Regions from separate parts of the Mus musculus genome. Here regions 2 and 3 are each linked to region 1. A link is a contact called in public Hi-C data. All regions are on one chromosome and are shown on one strand. Each heading gives the region's core, a stretch centred on a gene start, on an enhancer-like site or on the middle of the called end of the contact. The rest is flanking DNA. Distances are from core to core; before and after follow the strand shown. Region 1 has its middle 100 kb from the start of Gm24502. Region 2 overlaps Pdgfra (platelet derived growth factor receptor, alpha polypeptide). Region 3 has its middle 150 kb from the start of Gm32727.

Evidence for each region. A called contact is a pair of places that touch in the nucleus more often than the background predicts.
Region 2: a contact with region 1 is called in a Hi-C map of the HPC-7 cell line, with 3 times the contacts expected there. The contact joins two enhancer-like sites. A contact is called at or near these places in 5 of 484 Hi-C or Micro-C datasets (the G1E-ER4 cell line, the HPC-7 cell line, embryonic stem cells and 1 more) and 1 of 9 other capture datasets (embryonic stem cells).
Region 3: a contact with region 1 is called in a Hi-C map of the G1E-ER4 cell line, with 2.2 times the contacts expected there. The contact joins two enhancer-like sites. A contact is called at or near these places in 5 of 484 Hi-C or Micro-C datasets (the G1E-ER4 cell line, the HL-1 cell line, the HPC-7 cell line and 2 more), 6 of 115 datasets of contacts at active chromatin or transcription factors (acute myeloid leukemia, bone marrow-derived macrophages, embryonic stem cells and 2 more) and 1 of 9 other capture datasets (embryonic stem cells).

The regions. Positions count from the first base shown.
Region 1 is chr5:75,459,014-75,461,940 of GRCm38.p6, forward strand. No RefSeq gene overlaps it. Among named protein-coding and RNA genes, the nearest start is that of Gm24502, 100 kb to the right of the region's middle. Within about 2 kb of position 1,583, at least 33 of the 459 cell types and tissues checked have an H3K27ac peak or open chromatin away from gene starts, as enhancers often do. A contact at or near this core is called in the G1E-ER4 cell line and the HPC-7 cell line, where this site is marked.
Region 2 is chr5:75,198,136-75,201,396 of GRCm38.p6, forward strand. Pdgfra (platelet derived growth factor receptor, alpha polypeptide) reads left to right here. Exons shown (of 23, transcript NM_011058.3): 23 at 1-71. Among named protein-coding and RNA genes, the nearest start is that of Mir7025, 23 kb to the left of the region's middle. Within about 2 kb of position 1,841, at least 9 of the 459 cell types and tissues checked have an H3K27ac peak or open chromatin away from gene starts, as enhancers often do. A contact at or near this core is called in the HPC-7 cell line, where this site is marked.
Region 3 is chr5:75,829,236-75,832,173 of GRCm38.p6, forward strand. No RefSeq gene overlaps it. Among named protein-coding and RNA genes, the nearest start is that of Gm32727, 150 kb to the right of the region's middle. Within about 2 kb of position 1,281, at least 59 of the 459 cell types and tissues checked have an H3K27ac peak or open chromatin away from gene starts, as enhancers often do. A contact at or near this core is called in the G1E-ER4 cell line and the HPC-7 cell line, where this site is marked.

The DNA of each region.
Region 1 (2,927 bases), core at 333-2,832:
TAAAAATAAATCAATAAGGTAATAGTAAAGATACATAAATGCTTGCCTCTCTGATCTGAACATTACACATTGTATGCCTATAGTGAACTGGCATAGTATACACTATAAAGATTTGCAATTTAAAAAATAAGTAAATAACTGCACAGTGCTGGAGCACGCCTTTAGTCCCAGCACTCAGGAGGCAGAGGTAGACAGATCTCTGCGAGCTCAAGGTTAGCCTGGTCTACAGAGTGAGTTCTCAGGACAGCCTAGGCTAAATAGAAAAACCCTGTCTCCCAAAGCCAAAACCAAATACCATAAATAAATACATAAAATAATACATAAATAAAAGTACCTCCCTTTAAAGTTGCATTGTTTATGGGTTTTTTGTCCAGTGCTCATCCTGAAATGGTCCTGTGTTCAAAAGCATCAAGGTCACACTTGCGAGGTCCAAGTTCGCCAGGCATCGGCAGGAGAATGGCTTTGTGCTGAGGTCAGTTGGCAAGAACTGTGTGGGTATTATTAAAGTAAACAGCGCTTGGGGACAAGTGTCTTTTTCTAGAGTCTGTATCCTTGAAAATGTTTGGATGGACTTCGTTAATCCTGACAAGGAGTCCTCAGAAAGCCAAACAGGAACCAAATCCCAGACCCTAGTATAAAATAAACACCACCCTTCACAAAGGCCCCCTTTTGTCTCAGGTCTCCTCCTGAAACCAGAGCTGGCAACTCTCAGCTGAGAGAAGGCCCTGTTCCAGAAGTACACACAGCTTCTCCCAGACAAGTCCTTGGTCATTTTAACCCCTTCTCTTTTCCAGGGGCACTCTCCTGTCCTCACCTGGACCCAGCTGGGCAATAGCATCAACTGGAACCCCCTGGGCAGGCACTAAATTCAAATCAGTAAGTCACACAAATACTTTTATGGCCCAAGGAAGACCAACCTGAAGCAAGGCTGTGTCCAAGCCTCCTAGGGAAGAGGCAGAGGTTATTTGCTCATTGTTATAGGATCTGTTTTTCTTTACATTGTAAACTTGTTTTGATGTGATTCAAGCATTGAGTGCTTCTCAGATAAGCTGGGGCCTTTAAACCTGGAATCACACAAGCCATCATGGCCCCTCCTGGTGTTGAAAAGAAAAGAACCTGATGCAGGGGTGTGCACTGGCTTGCCCCTGTCCTTCCTGCCTGCTGACTCACGGTATTTGCATAGTTGGGATTCTCAGGAAACACTCAGGTCCACCTGTATATCTATGCAAAGCATTTTCCCCTGAAGTTGGCAGAAAGAAGAAAAGGCTTCACAGGAGACTCATGCCACCCCGGCTCCTGGCTGTCAATCTCCCGATAGGATCTCACTTCAGGCACACAGAAACTGTTCTGTGGCACCTGCATGTACCCCTTGCAGAGGTGTGGAAACAGGAATTGATGAAATGCTGACCGCAGTCATTCAGCCCAGAGGTGAGGGAACCAGGATGCTAACTCACATGCTAGCTGCAGAGCCTGGCCCTTAGCAACTCAGCGGCCATGCTGAGAGATCCTAGGCCAGGCTCCCCTACCTTCCCAGTATGTTCAGAAGATTGCAGTGGGGACTCCCTTCGATTCGCTCAAGATCCCATGACTCTAACGTGCCAGGCTAATGTGTTGTCTTGAGATAATCTAGGCACACAGGACCTGACTCCACTCCAACCCATCAGCAACCGCATCTCAGAACAGCCGCCTTCTTATCTCTCAGCTCAGTCAGGGAAAGGCTGTCACTGCTCTGGGACGTGGGGGTGGGAGGCAGCCCCAAGTTCTAAGCTCAAAAGCAGAAGATGAAAACCATCTACTAGAGAGACTCTTCAGTTGGGGGGAGGATCCCATTGCTTTCCTATCCTCTCATAACCTGATGTAGTAGTCATCTCGCTTTAAGGAATTCAATCCATAGAAATAATTAGAGCTATGAGCAAAGAGTCCTCCCCCAGGAAGAAGGATTCTCCAAGCTTCTCCCCTTCCTCACTTCTACCCCTTTTCCTTTAATGCTGTGGACAGTCTTGCTCTGGCATATATCATGTATCTTTTCTCATGCATGGGTTCTCAGAAAATGCTTATTTTATACATGTATACATTTAAATTCACTTTATGTACTGCACATAAGATTTACTGTACTTCATGCTTCATCGCCTGCCACTACGTTTTTAAGGTGCAGGCCTGCCTGAGGTTAAATCTAGCCGTGTAGCCCATCTACCTGTACATATATCAACTTCACATAACAAAATTTGCCTTTCTGTCTCTCCCGTGACGTGCACACAGGTTTGTTTCTGGTCAGCTTATATATACTGCGATAAACATTCTCACCCCTGATCTTCATGACCCTGGGTAACAAAGTCCTGCTGATTTCTACCAGGGGGAGCAGAGCAGTGATCTGTAAATTCTTGGGAATTTAACTTGATTTTATCAAGCTGGACCAGTCAAAAGTCCCACCAGTAGTGGACCGGGCTCCTATTGCCACATCTCAGCACTTGACATTAACTGTCCTCTCTTTCTGTAATAGCGGCATCTTCTCTGCTGAGTTGGTCTGTCTTCAGTGTCTTCAGCAGCTTTATCTCTGCCTCTTAGGCTCGGGGGTTTCTTTTTCCGTTAACTGCCTGTTGCTGTTCTCTCGTCTGTTTCCCCAAAGCTTTGCTGATTTTTGTCTTATTTTTTTTTCCTTTTAAAAATCTTGTTTTGCAGGAGTTTCTTGAATATTCTAGAATTTAGAAATTAGTCCTTGATGACTTTCAGACATTGCCAGTATCTTTTTTTTCCTTTTAATTCTGTTTGAACCTTATTATCCTATCTTTTGTTTGAGAAGTCCTTAAAGTTGATATAATCAAGTGTGTCAAGCTTTAATCTCACAGCGTATTCATTTATGCACACACAGTCCATCCACGGTGCACACACAGTCCATCCACGGTGCACACACAGTCCATTCACGGTGC
Region 2 (3,261 bases), core at 591-3,090, 260 kb before region 1:
CATGTTTTGTTTTAAAAAGTGTAAATGGAGATCTTTATATTTCAATAAATGATTTATTATATATGACTTAACGTTATGAAGGTCTACCACTTCTTTCGCTTTGTTTTTTAGTTTGGTCAGAATTCCACCCAACCCTCTCTCTAATGTTCATCCTGTTGTTAGTTTGAGGCAGGATCTTGTTGTATAGCTCTGGTTGGCATTGGGCTTTCTGATTCTCCTGCTTCAGCCTCCAAAGTACTGGTATCATAGACATCTAGCACAATGGCCATCTTTTCCTCCTCCTCCCCCTCCTCCCCCTCCTCCCCCTCCTCGTCGTCCTCCTCCTCCTCCTCTCCTTCTTTTCTGAATAGACTCACTAGTTAGTAAAGCAGTTTTCGGCTTACAGGACATTTGAGTGGAAACTGGAGATCTCCCATATCCCAGTTGGCATCACACACGAGTAGCTTCCCCGTCTCTATGGTAACCTATCAGCATGTACACTGATGAGCCTGCATCCCTGCGCCATCACCTGTGCTGTGCTTGAGCATCCTCTGTTACGTGCAGGCAGGTTTATGTGCTTCACATTCGACAGCCTCCTGGTATCTCATCAGATAAATTAGTGCAATTAATTAATGCAGATTATTCTCTTAATAATTGGAAAATAGGCCCCCTGTTTCAGAATAACTCCCAATTTCAGATAGCCAAATGACCTCAGAGTGAGACCGCCTACAGATCCAGGCCTGTATCCTTCAGCACAAGGCTGTTCATTGAGTATTGGCTCCACCTTGGTTCAGCCCAGGAAGGAGCTGGATTCCTGGGAATAATAACATGTCTGTCTGAACAGCAGCTACACAGTTCCGTCCTCTAACAGACAGTCCTGTCTAATTTATCTGCTCTAGTGTTTTCGTTTTTTTTTTTAATTAGGGGATTAAAAACTTCTAAAATGTACCATTTACACTTCTTTTGAGTCTTGCAATAAGCTTTTAAATATTCCTACCAAGGCAGGGAAGACATCTCATAGGTGTAGAAACGAAGGACCCCAAGACTAATGTAACGATAGCACTAGGATTAGCAATTCCAAATATATGAATTCCACTATTATTTGCATGATGAGCCAGAAAGAAAGCAAGAGATACTGAGAATATCAGCATGCAGAAGTAGCTTGCCTGGATCCTTTGATTTTTCAAAGACAAGTGATGGACAAGTTCAGCCTGGAGAAACTACTCTATGTGTTTGTAATCAGAGCCTTTCTTTTTCAGGCTGAAATACACCAGGTCTAATAATGGCCATTGTGATTTTAATAGTGGCGTGCTTCATGAAAAGCAACTCAGGAAAATGGCCTACCCTATGAGAATCCATCATAAGCCTGGCAATTTCCCTCAGGATAACAGCAACAGAAATGTTTCATTATCTTCAACTCCAAATACACATAAAGGCTAAATCCAACAGCATATAATGGTAGCAGTGTTTATAATAGAGACAATTGTTTCATCTCATAGGAAAATGTGTGTGAAAGTATATGTGTGTTCTTAATTAGCTGTCTATAGCATCCTGTCCCACCTGGAGACATGAGTAGCACCCACGTCCTAAAGTATAATGGCGATAACTTCCCAACTAAGTTCATATGCCAGTAATGGTCCATCATTCATACAAAGAGGAGGGAGACGTTGAGGACAGATGAGGGGAACATATTTGCTTCCCCTGCCCCAATTCTGGTTTATAGGCTAATTGGAATTTTTAAAAGCTTTGCCACATTAGCCCGGCAGATGGCATTTTGCTTCATCATTGTTCATGGGTATTAATGACTTCCCCCTGGAGCTTGTGCATCCTGTCTGTTTTGAATTTCATCACATTTCACACGAACTGCTCCAAACAGAATCAGAACCAGGCTTTTCTCTGCAGAGACTGGGCTGGAGATTGGTTTGGTCTATGTAAGTTGGAAGCCTGATCAGGATGAAGCTGAAATAAAAGGAGGCTTTTGTGGGCCTGGGCTTGGCTCTTCTGTCGTCTCACGCATGTTTTGTTTAGCTGGCTCTCCCAACGGGCTCCCGGTTGAATCAGGTGTATACAGAGCCACTTCCAGAGTGAATGCATCCTCATGAGTCTGGGATGATCACACCTCTTTTCTTCCTCCCTCAAAAGGCTGTGTTTGGTTTTCCCATGAGAGCACGGTGCTAGGCCAGCCACAGGAAGCCATTTTTAAAATTAATTCTCTCCAAGAATATTTATTATAGAACAGACTCCTCTTTGTGTAGTTGATCTCTAAAATGTGTAGGCCTAAATGAGGAAGCTTGCAGACTTTTTTCCAACCAGCTCATGATCCAAGGGGACCATTACATCACATAGAACAGCAGGATAGAACATCGCGGTTGGAGACCACACGCCTTGCTTGGAGTAATGAGAAGTGTAAGGTAGTGTAAGAACCCAGAGTGCTGCTCGCTGAGTGCTGTTCACTGAGTGCTGCTCGCTGAGTGCTGCTCGCTGAGTGCTGCTCGCTGAGTGCTGCTAGCTGAGTGCTGTTCACTGAGTGCACCCGATGAAGCTGAAGCTTTTCCGCATGTGGGGAATACACATAGGCAAGGGGCCGAGGGCTGGGAGCTGGCAGCTTTGTCTATTTCAGATGCTATCTTTGTTCTAGTTCCGGACAGTTCCAAGGCATCTGCATATCTCTTTCCACACTTATCCCTCCAGGTTTCAACTGTACTGAGCAGGGCATTGGTTTAGGCCCTGGGATTCAGCAATTATTACAGACGATAAAACCGCTGCATTGTGTCTATAGTGCCTCCCCCACAGCACAGGACAGCACTGTTAGAGTTACAAAGGCAGTGTCTCTCTCTGGGGGCAGAGGCTGTCAGGCTTGCTTGCAGCTTATTGTAGAGTCTAGAATTTCTCTTGTAAAAAAGGGATTTTTACGCTAGTGTGTGTGTGGTATGGTGTGTTTGGTGTGTGTGTGTGGTATGGTGTGTGTGTGTGTGTGTGTTGTGGTGTGTGTACATGTGTAGGTATGTGTAAGTGAGTATACTATGTACCTGCAGAGGTCAGAAGTCTTGGATCCACTGATGCTGAGGTTAGAGGCCATTGTGAGCTGCTGAGTGTGACTGGAGCTGAAGTCAAAGGTCATTTTGAGCCACTCAATTGAGTGTGGATGGAAATTGAACTTGGGTCCTCTGCAAGAGCAGAATACACTCTTAACTAATGAGCCATCTCTTTTGCCAAGACCTGTGTGTTACTGAGGATTCTCTAGAGTCACAGAACTTATGGAATGTCTCTCTCTATAAAAGG
Region 3 (2,938 bases), core at 31-2,530, 370 kb after region 1:
GAGGGTGTTGGATCCGCTGGAACTGAAGTACAGAGAGTTGTGAGCTGCCATGTGGGTTCTGGGAACGGAACCTGGGTCCTCTGCTAAAGCAGCAAGTGTTGTTCACTGCTAAGCTACTTCTCCAGCCTGACAGATTTTCCAAATGATATTGGGGATAGCAGAGCATTGGATGCAAATACCTACCCTACACTTAATTACAGCCATGCTCAAAAAGTTCCAGGAAAGAAGATTTGGGGTTTGGTTTGGTTTGGTTTGGTTTGGTTTGGTTTGGTTTGGTTTGGTTTGGTTTGGTTTTGAGACAGGGTCTCAGCTTTGGCTGGCCTTTAATTTACCATGTAGACCAGGCTAGCCTTGAACTCAAAGAAATCAGGCTGCCTCTGCCTCCTGACTGCTGGTATTAAAGATATGTGTTCTCTATAACAGTTTTAAAATATGATATTTAACTTAGTTGCCATGCCTCCCAGTGAGAGGCAGGAGACCTCCCTTTCTGGCCTTCATGACCTCTTTCACGAACAGGTTCTGGCAGCTTCTGTGGCCTGTCATGTGGAACACTTGCCCCTGGGACATGGCTACCATGGGTAAGGCAGTCTTAGCCTGGGGAGCATCCTACATAGATAGGATGGAGGTCCCCAGCTAATAGTTCCACACAGAGCTTCCAGTTTATAGCCAACATGTACGTTCCAAGGCTATCCCAGCTAATGTCCCATGGAATAGAGACAAGTTGCCCCCACCAAGCTATGCCCATCTTGTAGACTTATGAACAGGGTGAAGCTAAGCCGCCAACCTTTGACACAGACTGCCACACAGGCAGAGAGCCCCACCATTGCAATACCCCCAGTCACTCCCTGTTTGCCACTTGGCTGTCTTTGCTGCTCCCTCAACACTCATAAATGTTCTTGTCTGGGAGCCTTGGCACTTGCTCTCGACTTTTGTGTCCAACATACACACCATTGTTTCTCTCTCATTCTCCCTCTCCTTGTACCCCCCCTTCTATCTCCTCCTCTATCTTCCCCTTCCTCTTCCCTTCTACCTTCCCCTCCCCCTCTCTTCCCCTCCTCTCTCTTTCCCCTCCTCCCTACCCCCTGCTTTTGAGTCATTAATCACTCTTATCTTTTCAGGAAGGACTTCCCTCCTAAACTGGCAAACCACAGGTGCTCTCAGCCCCTCCCCCCTTTCACTGGTTTTCTCCAGAGAAGCCGTCAGTGTCTGACACACTGCATGGTTTACTTATTTGGAGAGACCTCAAGTGACAGGAACCATCTGTTTCATCCCCTGCTGAATCTCTGTGTTGAGGACGTGGTCCCTCCTTGACTGATAGACACAGGCTCGCTGCAGATGCAGAGACAGCCTTACTAGTTTGTCCCCTGCCTCCTCCCCATCTCCTCTCCAGGGGGCTGACATCAGGCCTCATGCTTTCTACCTGCCTCCTGGGCTGGAAGTCAGATGCCATCAGGTATTCTCCACACTGACCATGTTCTCCTTGTGCTGGAGACAAGTTCTTTAAATCATATCTTGTGCTCATCTCCACCAGGAGTGATTGTGAAACTTAAGGCTCACACTACCAAGCTTCAGTGTGTGTGTGCGTGTGTGTGTGTGTGTGTGTGTGTGTCTATGTAAGTATCTGAGTGTCTGTGTGTCGTGTGAATGTGAGTGTGTGTGTGTGTGTGTATGTCTGTGTGAGTATGTATGTATGTATGTATGTGTGTGTCTGTGTGTCTGTATGTGTGTGTATGTGTGTATGTATGTGTCTCTGTGTGTGTCTGTGTATGTCTCTATGTATCTCTGTGTGTCTTGTGTGTATTTGTCTCTCTGTGTGTCTGTGTGTGTTTATTTGTGTGTATATGTGTGTAAGTGTATATATGTGTGTTTCTGTGTGTATATGTGTGTGTTTGCCTGTCTGTCTGAGTGTGTATGTGTGTATATCTGTTGTTTTGAGTGTGTGTGTCTGTGTGTATATGTATGTGTCTGTGTGTCTGTGAGTGTGTTGTGCATGTGTCTATGTGTGTGTATATGTGTGTGTTTTTGTATGTGTGTGTCTGTGTGTCTATGTGTATGTGTAGGTATGTGTTTATTTTTGTGTGTATGTCTGTGTGTGTATGTCTGTGTGTATGTGTGTGTATGTGTCTATGTGTGTGTATATATGTGTGTGTGTTTGTGTGTATGTCTGTGTGTGTGTGTATTGTGTATATGTATGTGTATGTCTGTGTGTGTGTGTGTGTGTGTGTGTGTTGAGGATGGGGGCATTATTCACCTGTGTGGTTATATATGGAGACCAGAGGTTGATGTTGAGATATTTCCTCAGTTTCTTGTTCACTTTATGTTCTTAGGCTAGGGTCTCACACTGAATCTAGAGATCACCATTTACAACCCTAGCAGCCCACGAGTCCCCAGAGCCTCCCGGTTACCCCCTTTCCTTGGATTGTAGATGTGTACAGCCATGCCCAGTGTTTACACAGCCTTGAGGATCTGAACCCATTCCTTACACTTGCTCAGCAACCACTTCACCGCTGAGTCATCTCCCCAGCAAGCGCCATTTTTACTAGCAAAAAATAAGAACGTAAATAACGACTGGGCTTGACTTAAATAAAGGAAGCCTTGACTACTGTGTAAAAACAACACCCAAATCCGGACACTTTAAATGTCAATCATTTACTGTGTCCCTGGCTCTGATATGAATGGGGTTGGGGGAGGGGGCCTCAGTGGGGACAGCTTTAGCATCCCATGGTGTCAGCTCCAGCAAATCAATCCAGAGCTGGCATGGGTGCTTGCAAATTTGTGCTTTTAGCATTTAAAGGATCCTCTCCATCTCACCAAACTCTGGCTTTCAAGTGTTAGCAGGCTTTATTCTCAAAACATTTCTGATTGGAAGCTATGAGAACCCATCACTTTCCTCAGGTTGCATAGCCAAGGAAGCAAAGGGTGCCTATAACCCATTGGC